2 separate regions of the Callithrix jacchus genome follow, and region 2 is linked to region 1. Evidence: chromatin contacts called from public Hi-C data. All regions are on one chromosome and are shown on one strand. Each heading gives the region's core, a stretch centred on a gene start, on an enhancer-like site or on the middle of the called end of the contact. The rest is flanking DNA. Distances are from core to core; before and after follow the strand shown.

Region 1 (2,801 bases), core at 92-2,591:
AAACTTTGTTCTTGGGATTTATATAGCTGCGAAGAAACAGACATGGCCTCTGCCGCATGGACTGATGGTCTTGGTTCTTGTAGTAGGAAAACATGTTAGGCAATTAGTGACAAGAATGAAGAGAATTATGAAAGAGGAAGTATGGTGTTCCTGTACAAGAAAGAACATAGCAAGCTGACTTTGTCTCATCTTAAAGATCAGTCAAGGAACAATTTAAATGAAGGCTCAAAGGATGAGGGACTGATTATCAGCCATATGAAGAGGTGTAGGCAGAACTTTCTAGGCAGGGGGAGCTATAATCAAATAGGCAATTCAAAGCACCAGCACCATTAAATAAAATACAGCATTTGTGGAGAATAGTCAAAACTTGACAAGCAAGAATAATGGTGCTAACAGCCTGCTAATAGTATTATTCCATATCCAGGTTGATGCCGCCTTGCCTTTGGACATCCTACGCTATGAAGAGAAGACCTTGTCAGCCATCTTGAGAATATGTAGCAGGTATGACAGAGAGTGGGCATTTCTAGTATAACAAGTCAGAGAGACTGATGAGAATTAGAGCAAAAATTCTTTCCTCTGAGAATGAGAAGAATATTGTGAACTCTGAGCAGCTTTTGGGGATTTTAACTGGGATGAATATGAACATTCCATCCACCAGAAACTTGTACCCTAGAGAGAGCAAAACATGCTTTGGTTACAGCTCTAGTTTCCCATTGATGGTTATAGTTGCAAAGCCAGAAGTGAATATTTCAGAAACCTTAGTTGAGGTTCATTTTGTTTTCAGCCTATGATACGCTATGTATTTTCCTGGTCTTTTCTGCAGTGGTCTTGTCAAATTGTGGAGCTCTTTGGCCTTGTTAGGATCCTATAAAGGCAAAAAATGTGCTTTCCGGGTGATTCAGGTAAAGACTGTTCCCTCACATATTCCAAATGAGACTGATGATGGCTCAATCGCTTCTTAATATTCATAGCTCATTTTTGTGCTTGCATGAATGTAATATGGTTAACATGATCTAAGTAGGGGAACATAAAGGGCTTGTTTTCAAAAAATGTGAGACACAGCACTTCAGATTTTAAAGTCTGTGGGAGGTTGTTCTGGGATAAAAGTTGCTACTCTGTGGTTAAGTCTTATTTTTTATTTAACACTTAATGCTTTGGGTGTTATATATTGTATGCTCCTTTTAAGCTATGACTACTTGTTATTGAAGGCTTCCTCTTGGGACGCTCTTTAAAATGCTCCTGCATTCACTTTGTTTATCCTGTAAAACTGGACATGTTTCCACATTGCCCTGTGCTTCAGTGCAGTTTCTTCCAATGCCTTAACCTTTTTCTTTCTTTTGTAGGTTTCTCCATTTCTCCTGGCATTATCTGGTAATAGTAGGGAACTAGTATTGGATTGAAGGAATAGTCTTCTATTTTGGAAACATTCCTCCACTCTCAGATTTATTTTTTGGTGCCTGCATGTTTGAAGACTGAAGCAGGCTAAAAGCTCTTGGTGAAATTTGAGGGTGCTGAAGATGTTCCCACTAATTTCCAGCCATCACCTTTGGTGGGGTGGGCTTCGGAGGAGAGTCTGCCTGAACCTCCCGGTGCTGGCCCTGCAGCACTTTCAGCATATGCACATCAGAGTTGGAGACCGTGCTGAACTTAGGAGGGCCTTCACACAGACGGATGTGGCTACCTTCTCAGAGTTAACAGGGGATGCCAATCCTTTGCATCTAAATGAAGACTTTGCAAAACACACCAAGTTTGGAAATACAATTGTACATGGAGTTTTGATCAATGGACTTATCTCAGCTCTCCTGGGAACTAAAATGCCAGGGCCAGGCTGTGTATTTCTTTCCCAAGAAATTAGCTTTCCAGCCCCTTTATATATTGGAGAAGTTGTTTTAGCTTCTGCAGAAGTGAAAAAGCTAAAACGGTTCATTGCTATTATTGCAGTGTCGTGTTCAGTAGTAGAAAGTAAAAAGACTGTCATGGAAGGCTGGGTTAAAGTTATGGTTCCAGAAGCTCCTAAATCCTGAAATACGTGTTTAAAGATGCAACCTCAAACACCAATGCTGTTATTAAAGAGCCTTTGGGGAAATGGATTGCTGCTCTTCACCAAAGAATGGTTGGTAGGCCCAGAAGCCCATCCTAATTAGGGTAAGGGAGCAGATAGCTGTTCAAATGCCCACTTTCCAGTTTGGCCTTATGCAAGAGTGTATGTGAAATTCTCTGCCCTTTTTTTTTTTTTTAATTCAAGAAATAGGCTAGGCATGGTGACTCATAACTGTAATCCTAGCACTTTGGGAGGCTGAGGCAGATGGATCACTTAAGGTCAGCAGTCCAAGACCAGCCTGGCCAACATGGTGAGACCACATCCCAACAAAAAGAAAATGTAAAAATTAGTAGTGCTTGGTGGCTTGGGCCTGTAGTCCCAGCTACTGGGGAGGCTGAGGTGGGAGAATAGCTTGGGCCCAAGAGCTGGAGGTTACAATGAGAAGCTGAGATCACACCTCTGCACTGCAGCCTGGGTGACAGAGCAAGACCCTGTCTCAAAAAAAAAAAAAGTATTGGGAAGGTTATTTATGTAAACACTCTACTTTGAAGTCAGGCATGGTGGTGCATGGTTATAATCCCAGCACTTTGGGAGGCCATGGCAGGCGAATCACTTGAGGTCAGAAGCTCAAGACCAGCTTGGTCAACATGTGAAACCCCATTTCCACTAAAAATACAAAAATTAGCTGGGCATGGTGGCGGGCACCTATAATCCCAGCTACTTGGGAGGCTGAGGCAGGAAAATCGTTTGAACCTGGGAG
Region 2 (2,801 bases), core at 225-2,724, 97 kb after region 1:
TGACATGCCACCTTCCTCTCTGCCAACAGGAAGAGTGGGCTGTGCCTCTTCCTGCCTTGGCCCAACAATTTCAGGCATTAGATAGCAGCAGCCTTCTCAAGAGAGATCAGTGGGAGTGCAAATTAGCAGTGTCATTTGGGAGAGCAGAGGGGCTAGATTTCCAAGCTCTGCTTTCACAGGAAATGGACCAGTTTCAGGGCCATTAGCCACCCCTGGCTCCAGCTTGTTGAAAAGCTTCATGCAGAGCTAGGATTGGAGCCTGTCTTGGTACATGCTCAGCTAAACAACACAGATGCACTGTGGCCCACTGGTCCCATCCTGCCAGGCCTCTCTTACCAAGGAGCCTGTTCATAGGGTCAGCTTTATCACAACACAACTGGTGAGATACCTAGATGCAGGAGTGAAAGAGTCACTGCATTTCCGATTTTCTGGCAACAATTAGACTCTGTTTTGCTCTGTAATGTATTTAATTATCTGAATATTTTTCTGTTACTAGCCTTTGTTTCACCTTTGTAAATTAGATACAAGTTTTGATTGAAAAATGTAAAAAGAATGAATCTTGGAGACTGCTTATAAAAATAATCCCTGATTTTGTGGGGTAGCCCCATAATACTATCTTTCTTTTCTTTTTGAACCAAGATCTCTCTCTTAAAGTCTTTTGCAAGCCCAATAAAAACAATTGGGACACCAGTATCTCCTTTTGCTTCTTAAATGAATCACATGTTCTAGATGTGCAAGGAGCTGCTTCTGCCACTCAGAGCTTACCGGCTGTGCTTGGAAGGGTTCCTACAGCTGTGTGAAGGGAGAGTCATTGGCAGGGGTTTGGTATATGAGTTGATCCCATAATCATTATTAATATCTAACAAGGCACCCAGGAGCTGCCAAGAGCATTCCTCATCTCCACTCAAATGCTTCTAACTGACCCACCTAAGAAAACAAGAGCGAGCAAACGCAAGGGACTAGTGCGAATGACTTATTTCTGCCTGAGGGTGGTTATTGGTGCCTTAGTGCTGAATGTTCTAGGGCCAGGGCCTGCTTTTGAATAGCAAAGTACCTGGTTCATGGGAGGATATTCTTGTCCTTATCTTACTTTGTCAGCAGATTTCCCAAGAAAGTCCCCAAATGTTGATCAAGACAGAAAATAAGCTTTTTTGTCTTTTGTGGAGATAACCTGTTCAGGCTAATCAGAAATGTCTAGTGATCTACTGCCCCAACTATATTGACCCATTTCCTAGAATATAGGATATTAATTTAATACTACTTGGGCATATTAGGAGAAATTAATAGTGAGAATCCATAAACCTCCTTTAGCAAGCAAGGCACTGGAGGCAGCTGTGTAAGGGTTCAGAGCCCCTCCCTGTGTGGTTAGATCTGCCCTGCTCAGTTGACTACCAGTTCTTATCTCTAAATGCCTTTGGGAATTTACAATCTATTTGGACTTTTGGGGGAATTCTCTAATTTATCTGTGTTTAAATGGGCACTGTCTCATCCAGGAGCAAGTTTGTAGGAGATAAGGTAACTTTTAGAATGAGAGAAAAAAAGAGGAGTCTTATGTAATTAGAGTCAATGTTGGGAAAACCTGGCGGTGAGTGGGAGGGGCATTCCTGTGAACTTGATAGTGCGCAGCCTGAAGGGGAGTCTTGAGGATTTAGAAGGAAAACATATGTGAGGCCGCAGCACAATGCCTGGCAGAGTGAGAGTGCCTGGCAGATATGAGAGGTTCCCAGCAAATATTGGCTTCTCCTTTGTTTTATCTCCTTTTATGTTTTGTTGATCAAATGGACTCAGCCTGTACTCTGACCTCTGCTGGGCATTTCCTGTAATGCATCTCATGAAAATGGTAACTAATATTTAGCATTTGCCTGGCAACCTAGCATTTCAGTCCCTAAGCAATTCAACCCCAGGGAGTTTATTCATTCAAGATGTAGTCAAGGTGCATTTACTGAGAGCCTGTGGTTTGCTAAGGAGGACTGCGCTTGGCCCTGGGTTACAGAAATGGATAGACAAGGACCTAGCTTTCATGGAGTCACATTTCCAGTGCCTCTCAGAAGCTCCAAAATGATAGACACTGTTTAGGAAAAACTCACACTCAGAAGTGTTTTTTCCTGTTCTGACACTCAACACAACAATAATCAGCACACACAGACTTCTGTGACCGAATTTCAGGAGGTCGGGGAGTGGTTCTCTCGGCCACCAAGAAAGCAATCAGTAAGCAACAAGCTGGGTGTCCTCCAACTCAGTTCTGACACTATCTACCTGGAGATTGCATCACACCCCACAGGTTGGGGCTTAGTCCCCAAAACTACCTGCTCTTTCTGACACTATGTGCAAGGATGGGAATCCAGAACTTTGGCGAACCAGCTATAAGTAGAAGTTCCCCCAGCCCTCTCTTTGGTTTCCATTAATTTGCTGGTGCAGCTCACAGAACTCAGGGAAACATGTTTACCAGTTTATTATAAAGGATGTTACAAAGGATACACACGAAAAGATGCATAGGGCAAGGTTTGGGGGAAGGAGCTTCCATGCCTTTCGTGGGCACATCACCCTTCAGGAACCTTCGCATGTTCAGCTATCAGGAAGCTCTCCAAACCCTGCCCTCTTGGGCCTTTTATGGAGGCGTCATCAGCTAGGCATGATTGACAACCATATAGAAATGTTGTTATAGAACCAAACTGGGGTCCTATTCACCCAGTGCAATAAAACAAGATACCCACACCGAGGCTGTTGCAGTGATAGAAAGGAAGGCATTTATTGCAGAGTGCTAGGCAAGGAGGACCAGGCAGCGAAATGCTCGAAATCTG

Evidence for each region. Hi-C and Micro-C count contacts between places; a contact is called where the count stands out from the background.
Region 2: a Hi-C map of skeletal muscle shows a contact between it and region 1, with 4 times the contacts expected there. The contact joins the enhancer-like site here to the promoter of HTD2 in region 1. A contact is called at or near these places in 3 of 3 Hi-C or Micro-C datasets (induced pluripotent stem cells and skeletal muscle).

The regions. Positions count from the first base shown.
Region 1 is chr15:40,109,465-40,112,265 of calJac240_pri, forward strand. HTD2 (hydroxyacyl-thioester dehydratase type 2) reads left to right here and starts at 1,342. Exons shown (of 1, transcript XM_054245814.2): 1 at 1,342-2,801. The coding sequence starts at 1,518. The coding sequence ends at 2,024. RPP14 (ribonuclease P/MRP subunit p14) reads left to right here. Exons shown (of 6, transcript XM_017964996.4): 4 at 425-501; 5 at 824-902; 6 at 1,344-2,801. The coding sequence ends at 1,400.
Region 2 is chr15:40,206,122-40,208,922 of calJac240_pri, forward strand. All of the region lies in intron 14 of PXK (PX domain containing serine/threonine kinase like), which reads left to right. Among named protein-coding and RNA genes, the nearest start is that of PDHB, 20 kb to the right of the region's middle. Within about 2 kb of position 1,475, at least 6 of the 16 cell types and tissues checked have an H3K27ac peak or open chromatin away from gene starts, as enhancers often do.